Regions from separate parts of the Gossypium hirsutum genome. Here all the other regions are linked to region 1. Evidence: chromatin contacts called from public Hi-C data. All regions are on one chromosome and are shown on one strand. Each heading gives the region's core, a stretch centred on a gene start, on an enhancer-like site or on the middle of the called end of the contact. The rest is flanking DNA. Distances are from core to core; before and after follow the strand shown.

Region 1 (3,238 bases), core at 591-3,090:
AAAACTCCATTAACAATTGTAGCTAATCTTGATGTCTCAAAAATCACCTGCATAGCCCACAAAATCATTGAACCTTTTTCTTTGTAAAGTGTTCGTTTTTTCTTTTTGAATAAAAAAATTTGCAAAGTGCTTACTGCTCTTGTAAATCTCATTGACTTAAGATCATTCCATTCAATTGGTTCATCTGCCCTTTTTCTTTCTCTTATTCCCATATGTTCTTTCTGGTGGGAAAAAGAACAGTCAATCAAAACCAGAGACAAAAAAAAAAAAAAGAAAAGAAAAGAACCAGTGATAGTAAAGAGGTCAAAGTTGGAAGGAAAATGTGAACATACTCTTAGCTCTTCAAGAACTGTTGGATGATCATGGAGATACTTGACAGCCATCATTGATGTAGTGGAAACAGTCTCATAACCAGAATACAAGATTGTGATTATTTGGTCAATGATCTCATCATCACTTAGTTTATGTCGATTACTGTCATCATTTCTCATCAAGTGCCCAAGCATGTCCTTGTGGGATTCTTCACTATCTCTTCTCTTTTCTATCAGTTGTCCCAATATCTTCAAAATGTTCTGTCTTGCCTGCAACATAAACATGCTGCTTGCTTCAGACTGTAAAACATGGAACTGCAATGACAAGAAAATGATATATGAGTTGCTTGTCAAATTACCTGGAATCCTCGACGATAATTGGTACCAGGGAGATCAATAGGAAGTGATAAGGTGCCTAAAACCAGTTTAAAGAACTCAGGCATGAATTGTTGAGCTACTGAACTGGATTCAGCACTGGCGATTTGCTTGAGTGATGATAAAAAGGCCATCTGTAAGGAAAGCAGATTAGAAACAGAGGAAAGCATGAAAAGCTTTGAATGTGATATTAACATATACAAATACAAAAACAGACCTCTTTGGTCTTGTCTTGGATGTTAATGACTTGGTTGTCCCAATTAGAGAGGAAAGCTCTCATGAATTCATCGATTTTGGGAAAAAGTTGTTGTCTGATCATAGTGGGGCTAATGAGGGCAAGGAGGGCTCCTCTCATTTGCTTATGGGTGGAGCCATGGACGGCTGCAATATTGCATTTTCCCAAGATATCAAGCATGGACTGTGGGTATCCAGGAACAAGCCCCTTGGCTTCATTCATTAGTATGTATCTGTTCAGCTCTGGATCCATGGAAACAACTGTAGGACATCCTAGAATATGGGATTTGAAGAAGCTGCCATACCTGCTTTTGTAATAAACAAACAAATTATATTAAAAACCAAACTAGTGTTTTTCATAAATTACCTGAATGATTTACTGTTTGGAAGCTAAATTTACAAGAAAACCCTCTTGCAACTGTTTTTAAGTGACAACAACCATGACATAGTGAAATAAAAACATCATTTACTTCCATAAAAGGAAAAAGGAGAAAGCAAAGAGGAAGCTATTTTATCAACCAGCTTTCAAATCGAGGACAGACAAGCAAGAAATAACAAAGATTTGGGGGTTTCAAATCACCTTGCTCTTTGGTTTTTCATGAAGTTAGGGCCTTGTTTGAGAAACTCAGTGGTTTCCCCGAAGACAGGCCAACCCATAGTACCAGGGGGCAGACCTTTCTTCCTGTATCTCATCTCGTTCCATCTCAAAACTGCAGTGCACATACACAGCACCATTACAAACACCCCAACAATCACCATTAAAACACCCATTGTTTCTCCCAAGAAGCTCTCTAAATGGTTAAAGGGGCTTCTTCCTCCTAACTCTAAACGAGCTCATGGGTATATATATATATATATATACGACCCCTACCTCTATGGTCACAAGTCATTGAAAGATATAGGCCAAACCATGCAGCTCACTAGGAAGGGACCCTACCCTTAAAAGACCTCAAAAGTAATCAGCAGTCCAATAAAAATTAATAGATATGCTTTTACTAAGCTAACCCCTCTTAATTAACTAATTATAGATTTGAATCTTAAAACTCTTTCACACTTAACTATGATTTTTTTAAAATAAATTGCAGACTAAGACACGATTCATTCTTCAAGATTTTGAGCATGAATGCTTGTTTGATAGTCAAGGTCAGAGATACCATCATCGATACAGTAACCATATAATTTCTTTAATTTCACAGGTCAAAATAAAAATCTAACAAATATTCAGCTTTAGTTTTATTTTTTTAATTTCTTATTCAGAATAAATCAAACCAACTTTCTGCTCCAATATCTAATTTTTGTAATTTAAATATATATAATAATTTTTTTTAATGATGAAAAAAGGTTTCTATAAAGAAATGATTTGGATATTAGTGGTATGAAAGCTAGATAAATGAAAAAAGAAACATAGTTAGGAAGTGTTTGAAGGGGCACATGCAGACCACCCTATTGGACCTAAAATTAAGTTAAAATAATTTTTTTTAAAAAAATAAAGCACACTTCCAAAGCCCAGTCCTTCACATGTCTGTCAATGAGATCTGCTCATGGAATTACAAAATAACAAAAGAAGATGCATAATACCATATAAAAATAATCACAAATTATGTGTCAAAATTTATGTAATATACATTATTAACTCTATAATATTTTAAATATGATACAACAGGTACATGGATTGTTCATCAAGTGAATAGGGGAGCTTTGATTTCATTTCCAACTGCAAGTTTATGGCACTGTATTTCCCAGAAAACTATAATATTGTGATGTTTATCTAATGCACTTTCAATTTGATATTCATTTCCAACTCCTTCTATTTTCAGGTTTTCTTTTTCAACAAAGATGAAACTTGAAACCGATACGATTTTCGATGAGATCACATGAACAATTAGCAACTATTATTATTATTATTATAAGATTTTCGGAATAAGATAAATTAATATGAGTTGTACATCGAATTTATCAGACAGTTTGCATACACTTATTAATGTCAGTCAATGATGTAACAACGACGAATGACGCGAATGAAGACGTTCCGACATGGTGACATGTTTCCCATAAACACTGAGTTTCTTCTCCTAATTAAACTCTGCTATCTTTTCCCAATTAAACTCTAATTACTTCAGAGATATTTTAGTCGTTTTAGACCTTTAAACTTAACTATGGGTCTTGTATCCCTGTTTCAATAAGACAATTAAAGATGTAGTACTATAGGGCTTTTCTTTTGGGGGTGACAAGCTGTAATAGTAGATGAGCTTTTGTGAGAGTTTTCGTGGTGATTGTGGAAAGAAATTTGTAACCCTTTCGGGTTTACTCAATGAGAG
Region 2 (3,223 bases), core at 398-2,897, 270 kb after region 1:
ATACTACCCCACACTAGATAGCTAAATCATCAAATTCTAGCTTCTTACATATAACAGATGGAAGAACACTTACAACATAGCCATCAGCAGTCCAACTCATGATATCCCATTTGATTGTGATATTTCCATTAGGATCCAAAGGATCATAGGCTTCTGAAAATGAGTTAAATAAAGAGAATCATAACAAATGTATACATTTTCAATACTAATCATCCATTAAGATACATTTAGAAATAAAGAAGCAAATCAATATCAGATAATCACTAGACATCAAATAGTAGAGGTCCAAAGTTCAAAAGTTCATTTTCTCACTAAACCAATAATGCATGGAAACTGTATGATAAGACATTTAAGTTGTCTTCAAGGGAAAGGAAAGTTATGATTCTAAATAAATGGAAATTACTAAAATTTCATCATTAACTGCTAAATTTTTCCTAAACCCTTCAATCTAAAGACTACCATTTTTAATCACAGTTAGTTGAATTTCACAACTTGCTTTGTTCATTAAGATAACAAAAGAATCAAGATTTCGATAGAAAAATCATAGCCTATTATGGAAATATAATTGACAAGTTAAATCTCCGGCAAAACCAACAAAAATCCATTAACATAAACGTAGGAAAAACGACTCAAAAGACCATAAAGGGAAGAGCTTTCGCATAATCAAAGAAAACCCATTTTACCAACTTCGTTCAAGAATCAAAATACCATTTAAAAAAAAAACCCAAATATTCCAACTTTCCAGACAAAGAAAGAGAAAGTTTGTACAAACCTGTTGCAGTGAAACTTGAGAAAGAGAGCAAAAACAGAAGCAAGACGCTGAAAGAGCTTAGGTTGAAGAAAGATCTAGCAATGAACAAAAAAAGATTAGACATTTCTGTAGGATTTTAGGAGTCTTCTTTTGTTATTGACTTCGGTTCAAGATCTGTGGCAGACAGGGAAGACTCAGAGAGAAGAACGGAGATGAGTAGCTTTTTCGTCCAACAGGACATGACACGAAAGTTTAAGACTTTGAGTTTAAGTAGTGGAACACTTTAATCTCACTGTAAAACGCCTTTTTTCTTTTAAATTATGAATTTGTTTTCATTAATCATGTGATATATAACTTTAACATCAACAATCATTAAAAAAATATAAATAATTTCTTTTTCATCTTAGCAAATCACAGACTAATTTGTTTTTGTCTAATCTTGCTTATAGCATAAGGATGTCATAATTTAGTATTAAATAAACATGAATTTTAGTTCCATCAATATTAATAGTGTATTGTTCAAAAGGACCCGCCATTATTATATAAATTTAAATATAATTAAAAGAAGTATACATTTAATCAAAAATCAAATCATATAAAAAATATTTGAAAGAATTCGAACATCTTAAACATAAGTTATATTTAAAAATTAAATCATTCAATTTAAATATGAATAAAAACAAATTAATTTAGACTTAAAAAATCAAATTATCATCAACTAAATTTAATCCTCGATGTTAATTTTATATATATATATTCATCCACAACATATAATTTAAAATAAAAATGAAGAAATTAGTTAAAAAAGCAAAACGCATGATAAGGTATTGAATAATATGGCGTATGAAACACGGTGTGTGAAAGTGGGAAGAAAATGGATTATATAGATGGATGTTTGCTTGCTTGATTAAGGAGGTTTGAAATAAAGATTGGATGATGGGTGACAGTTGTTTGTGAGTTAATAGAAAATGACAGCCCCATACGCAGGTTCTAGAGGAAGCTAAGCCAGTCATGCTTGAGTCGTCGGCGACACGCAATGCTTGCTAATAGTTCGTCTGTCATTCACTAAACTCACTGTGCTGCTTCTTTTAGCTATTAATATATTCCGGGTAGGACCATCAATCCTTATGAAATGAGACAGTATGTTATTTATTGTTCTTATTCTAAAATCTTATAATTAAGGGAAAATGTAGATAATGGTCCCTCCTCCCTTTTGGAATGGACAGACCTTTTTTTAGCGGTTATATGTTTTATCATTATATTTAATATTTATTAATATATAAAATTTTTAAATATTAATATAAGAGAGAAAATATAAATTTGTTCATTTCTTTTAAATAATGTTAACCAATCAATAATAAATAGTTTAAATAATAATTTGGGAGTGTTTTTATACATTAATTTATTTAAATATTATTTTAAAATAAAAAATATGTAAAGGAAATGAGCATAGATTTTGAATTAATTTGTAACATATAAATAAATCTTTAAATACGTCATTACAAATTAAAATTAAAGTTATTTAAATGATTTTATTTTTTAAACTTTTTTTCCTTAACTATTTGAATAAGAATCTTAAATCAACCCACAGGAAAAGAGTTTGATCTTAAATACATAACTTAATGTGAAGGTTAAGATTGAACCATGTTCGATTATAAATTGTAATATCTGATTCAATATATAGTTATCACATGCATTTTTTATTTACATTTGTAATTCCTTTAAAACATACTAAAAAATATTAAATGAATTTATTTTTTTAACACTTGAAAAAAAAAGAGAATTTTATGTGATTTATTAACTCATAAAAAATTGTTAAATTTTATAATAATAAATATATAATATACTTCTAAATACAAAATATAAAAACACACAATTTTATCTTCTTCTTTTTTTTTTCTTTTTCTTTTTTTTAATTTTCCCTTCCCTCTCCTCTCTTTCCCTTTCTTTTCATTCCGACGTCCAAGCCAACCTTCCCCCAACGGCCAGCTGTCACGATTTTAGGGTCTAATATCTATAGTACCTAATGTATTTACTTTTTACATATGTTATAGATTTAGGGTTTAAATTTTAAAATTTAGCATTTAGTGTTTAGAGTTTCTCTTGAATAGGGTTTAAAATTTTAAGATTTAGTGTTAAGGCTTACAATTTTATGATTTTATGTTTGGGTTTACAATTTAAACTTTTGTGTTTAATGTTTAAATTTTAAAGTTTAAGAATAAATTTATTATGCAATTATTTATAGAATTCAAATAATTAAAAGTAAAATCAGTCAATAGAATATATATATTTAAAAATATATTTATGAATGAATTATAAAAATCATTAATAAAAACAAGGAAGAGAGTGGGTCGGGTTAGCGTGGACCAATTATGTATATAATCACAATTAGTGTATTGTGCTTCCAATAAGCTGCCTTTTAGGGCCAGTTTGATATTAATTTTGCTTTTGAGAATTACTTTTAAAATTTTC
Region 3 (3,594 bases), core at 850-3,349, 320 kb after region 1:
GAAATAGAGGAGGCAGCTGAGTCGTACTATTGTTGGAAGTCAGATAGGATGTCTTGGTTTGACATGTTTGGTTGTTTTTGTGAGGTAAAGATACAATTTTTTGCTCTAGTTTTTATAGACAACCCTAATTATTGATATAAAAAGTGGTATCGAAGATTAGAGATGATTCATATAAAATGTTGAAAGTTGTTAGTTGTAATTAAGAGTGTTTTGGAGAGTTAAGATAAAAGAAGAGTGAAATTTCAGTAACGAAAAAGTTGCTTGTAGATTTCTTGAATATGACTAGACTTTGTAGAGGAAGTAGTAAAATTATGGGAGTCTTTATTGGATAGAATAAGAAAAGTCTCCAAATGGATTTTAATGTGATTTGATGGTGGTCCACGTGATATACATATAAAATTCTTCAATTGAGAAATCTAAGTGGTTATCCTAACGAGGTGGTTAGATATATCACAACTATGATATGGGGACATAATAATATACATCTTAGGTTGCAACTTATCCAGCCATTGATTTTCCTGTTTCTTGATGACATGCATGTTAGAATGAACCCAACATCTGAATTTTCTGCTTTTGTTCTGTACTTAATATACAAACCAACAAAATGGGTAAAGATCTTTTTGAAGAATAGCAGGAAAAGAAAATGCTAAAATTCAATCTATAAATTCAAGTAAATTTAGCTTATGATCGAAGTGGTTTTTCCAATACAGCAGAAAAGAAAGACTTATCCTCCAATTTATCTGTCTTTGGAACAACTCTCCACAGTAGCATCTTGTAGTGTAGCCTGGAAAATTCATCCAAATACATCTTCAACTCATCTCTTTTGCAGAAGAATCGATCCACCCAAAGAAGTCCTTTGGGTCGAAGAACACGATCCCAATCATGAAGTACAAACTGAAGAAGATCTATTCCCATCCACCCATCTAAAAATAGGGTAGAATGTACAATATCGAGTGTGTTATCAAAGAAAGGCAGTCTTGAGCCAATTGATAGGTAAAGAGGTAAGAGGCCTCTAAGTGCAATCACCTCATTAAAAGGAGCCCCTAAGTTTAGGGTAGCTGATGCAATCGTTACATTTCTTTCCTTCATTAGTGCAGCAAATGTGCCGGTTGTGGGGCTAAAATCAAGTCCAATTCTGATCTCTCCTGGCTTCAATCTAAGAACTTCATCTATGGTGAATTCAGCTGAAGTTGATTCGTTGGTTGGGATTTCCCATCCTCTTTTCGAAAGATCAAAGCAGTTTGAACATTTGAAGAAGCCTCTTTTGCCTATTGTTCCATTAGACACAAGACAGGAGTAATCTTTGCACTTGTAGTGACTCCACATAATGTTGGTGTCAGCCGGTTGAGACCAAAGGGACGAGTTTATTGGAAGTGGTTTACTGTAACGTGGAGGTGTTTTCGAGAAGCATCGTCTTCTTGGTAATGGATCGCAGCCACTGATCATAAGCTTCTGAGCGATGTCCCAGTCATCAGGGCACATCCTATAGATCTTATAACCCATAAAGCGATTTACATTTGAGGCCATGTTGGCACAAAGGAGTCCTACAGTTGGGCTAATAGCTTCCACCCCAAGGAAGTTTTTCTTCCCAATCAGTCTATTTGGTTTCAAAGCGGTGAAGTTATGAAGCTCACCTGAGTTAAAACTATGAGTATCTGATCCTTGGTTGATTTCACTTTCATCAGGGTCGCTGAAGTCTTCGTCTACACTGCTGACTTCATTTGTACCGGACGAACTGCTGTCGTAGAAATCTGATAGGGCTTCTGCAAACTTGTCTAAAGATGTGGCAATATGTAGAAGTTGATCCGCAAACGTTGTTAGTGCTTTGGATTCTGCACTTGCAACATGTAACTGCTCCAGCAGAACTCCCACTTGGCTTTGTAAATCAGCGATTTGATTCAGAAGTGAATGAGGCAAGATGAGTTGGCCTCGGGAGACACTGGCCACGGAAGTGGTGGATCTGAAGAGTAGCTGGGAATAGAAGATGTTGGAGCTTAAGATTGCAGCCATTAGGATGCTTCCAAGCACACACAGACATAGCATTACAGGAAGGGCAGCAGGAAGCCATTTTCGAGATTTCGACACACTTGGTTTCTGCATTTCTTGGTTGAGGTTGAGCTTTGTACGAGGAGCTATCAAACCATCAAGTTTTTCATTATATCCCAAGAGCTATTGAGTATTGACTTGATTGGCCACTTGGATTTTCAGGTTGTTTTACTTCCTTAACTCATCCCTAGATGTTTGACTTACAAAATTCTACTTTTTCCCCCTCCAATAGGGACAACTTGGAATTTTATTCGTCTTTGACAATCTCGAAGTGGTGAACATTGTTATTGTTAATGGCTTGATTTAATAAAGTGGCGTTTAATTGCAGTTGGTGCAATGATCTGGATACTTGGAAGCACTTTCAATGCCTCAGCAATAAAAAAATAAGCTACCATAACTTATGGAAGGATAGAAAAATGACGAGATGCATTTCACATGGTGTTTTAGAGGGGTGTATGAACCAATTGTTGCTTAGTTTAATAACATTGCTTGTAAAGAGAGAGAAAAGGTAAAAGATAATGGGCAGAAGTAGATCCATGCCACAAGAATTACAAAAGCATCATCTTCAGCTAAGAAGTTTTAACGGGTAATATCATCATAATGAATTATATTCTACGAGGTTTACAAATCTTAAGACAATTGTAAGAACTTGTTAAGCCAACAGAACATCTTTACCACAAGCTGTAGGGTAAGGGCATGTGTTTCCATCAAAGCTTACGACCAAAAAGAATGGTTAAAAGATACGACCATCGCAAAACTATAACTGGAAAACAGTCTAGAGCAGAGGTCGACGAAAACTATTAAAGATTCTGGGGTACGCACAGATTCCTTATCCTGCATAAGTTATTCAGTCTTCGCAGTTATGCACTTGGTTCTTCTTTGTCATCTTCATCATCCTCTCTATCTTCATTTTCATCTTCTTGACCATCATTTTCATCATCACTGTGGTCATTAATGTCATCATTCCCAGAGTCATATGGATCACCATGATTTCCAGCATCTTTTCTACCTAGTTTGGCATACTGCTCAAGAGATGTAGAAGGAAATATTTCACCCACTCTACCATTTTCTTTGTTGGTTGTGGTTTTTGATGAACTTTTAAAACTATTTTTATCCATCTGTTACAACAAAGTAAGGTAAGCATTAAGGCATTTGACAGAACAAAGCACCAGAAAATAACAACAGATAAAGGAATGGATGGCAATGTTGATATATGAAGAGTAACTCCAAGTACATATGTCCCACTCAGCTTAGAACTTGCCAATGCAGAGGTATAATGGTATATTGGAGGTACATTCAACATATTCAAAAGCACTGCTGAATTCCATCTGCACTGAGTCTTAGAGAGCCCAATTACATTTCTCCTTTCCTTGATGTTTAAGTTGATGACAGAATAAATGCATTATCAACCTTGATCTGCATACTGATTTTAAGTAACTTGTCCAAAAATAAATACATGCCTATTACATTTTCTCACTCAAGCAGAAGCAAGAGACGAATCATAAGAAATGCAAGAAGAAATTTTGTATGTCTTGTCAAACTAATAAA

The links. Hi-C and Micro-C count contacts between places; a contact is called where the count stands out from the background.
Region 2: a contact with region 1 is called in a Hi-C map of leaf, with 1.6 times the contacts expected there. The contact joins the promoter of LOC107951886 here to the promoter of LOC107910165 in region 1. A contact is called at or near these places in 4 of 34 Hi-C or Micro-C datasets (anther and leaf).
Region 3: a Hi-C map of leaf shows a contact between it and region 1, with 2.9 times the contacts expected there. The contact joins the promoter of LOC107951887 here to the promoter of LOC107910165 in region 1. A contact is called at or near these places in 3 of 34 Hi-C or Micro-C datasets (hypocotyl and leaf).

What each region holds. Positions count from the first base shown.
Region 1 is chrA07:83,067,924-83,071,161 of Gossypium_hirsutum_v2.1, forward strand. LOC107910165 (cytochrome P450 85A) reads right to left here and starts at 1,841. Exons shown (of 9, transcript XM_016837969.2): 1 at 1,501-1,841; 2 at 904-1,225; 3 at 671-820; 4 at 333-581; 5 at 135-221; 6 at 1-47. The coding sequence starts at 1,691.
Region 2 is chrA07:83,341,058-83,344,280 of Gossypium_hirsutum_v2.1, forward strand. It overlaps LOC107951886 (COBRA-like protein 1), which reads right to left and starts at 1,648. Exons shown (of 6, transcript XM_016887056.2): 1 at 773-1,648; 2 at 74-153. The coding sequence starts at 875.
Region 3 is chrA07:83,390,803-83,394,396 of Gossypium_hirsutum_v2.1, forward strand. LOC107951887 (probable methyltransferase At1g29790) reads right to left here and starts at 2,100. Exons shown (of 1, transcript XM_016887057.2): 1 at 682-2,100. The coding sequence starts at 2,100. The coding sequence ends at 682. It overlaps LOC107951888, which reads right to left. Exons shown (of 7, transcript XM_016887058.2): 7 at 2,503-3,164. The coding sequence ends at 2,907.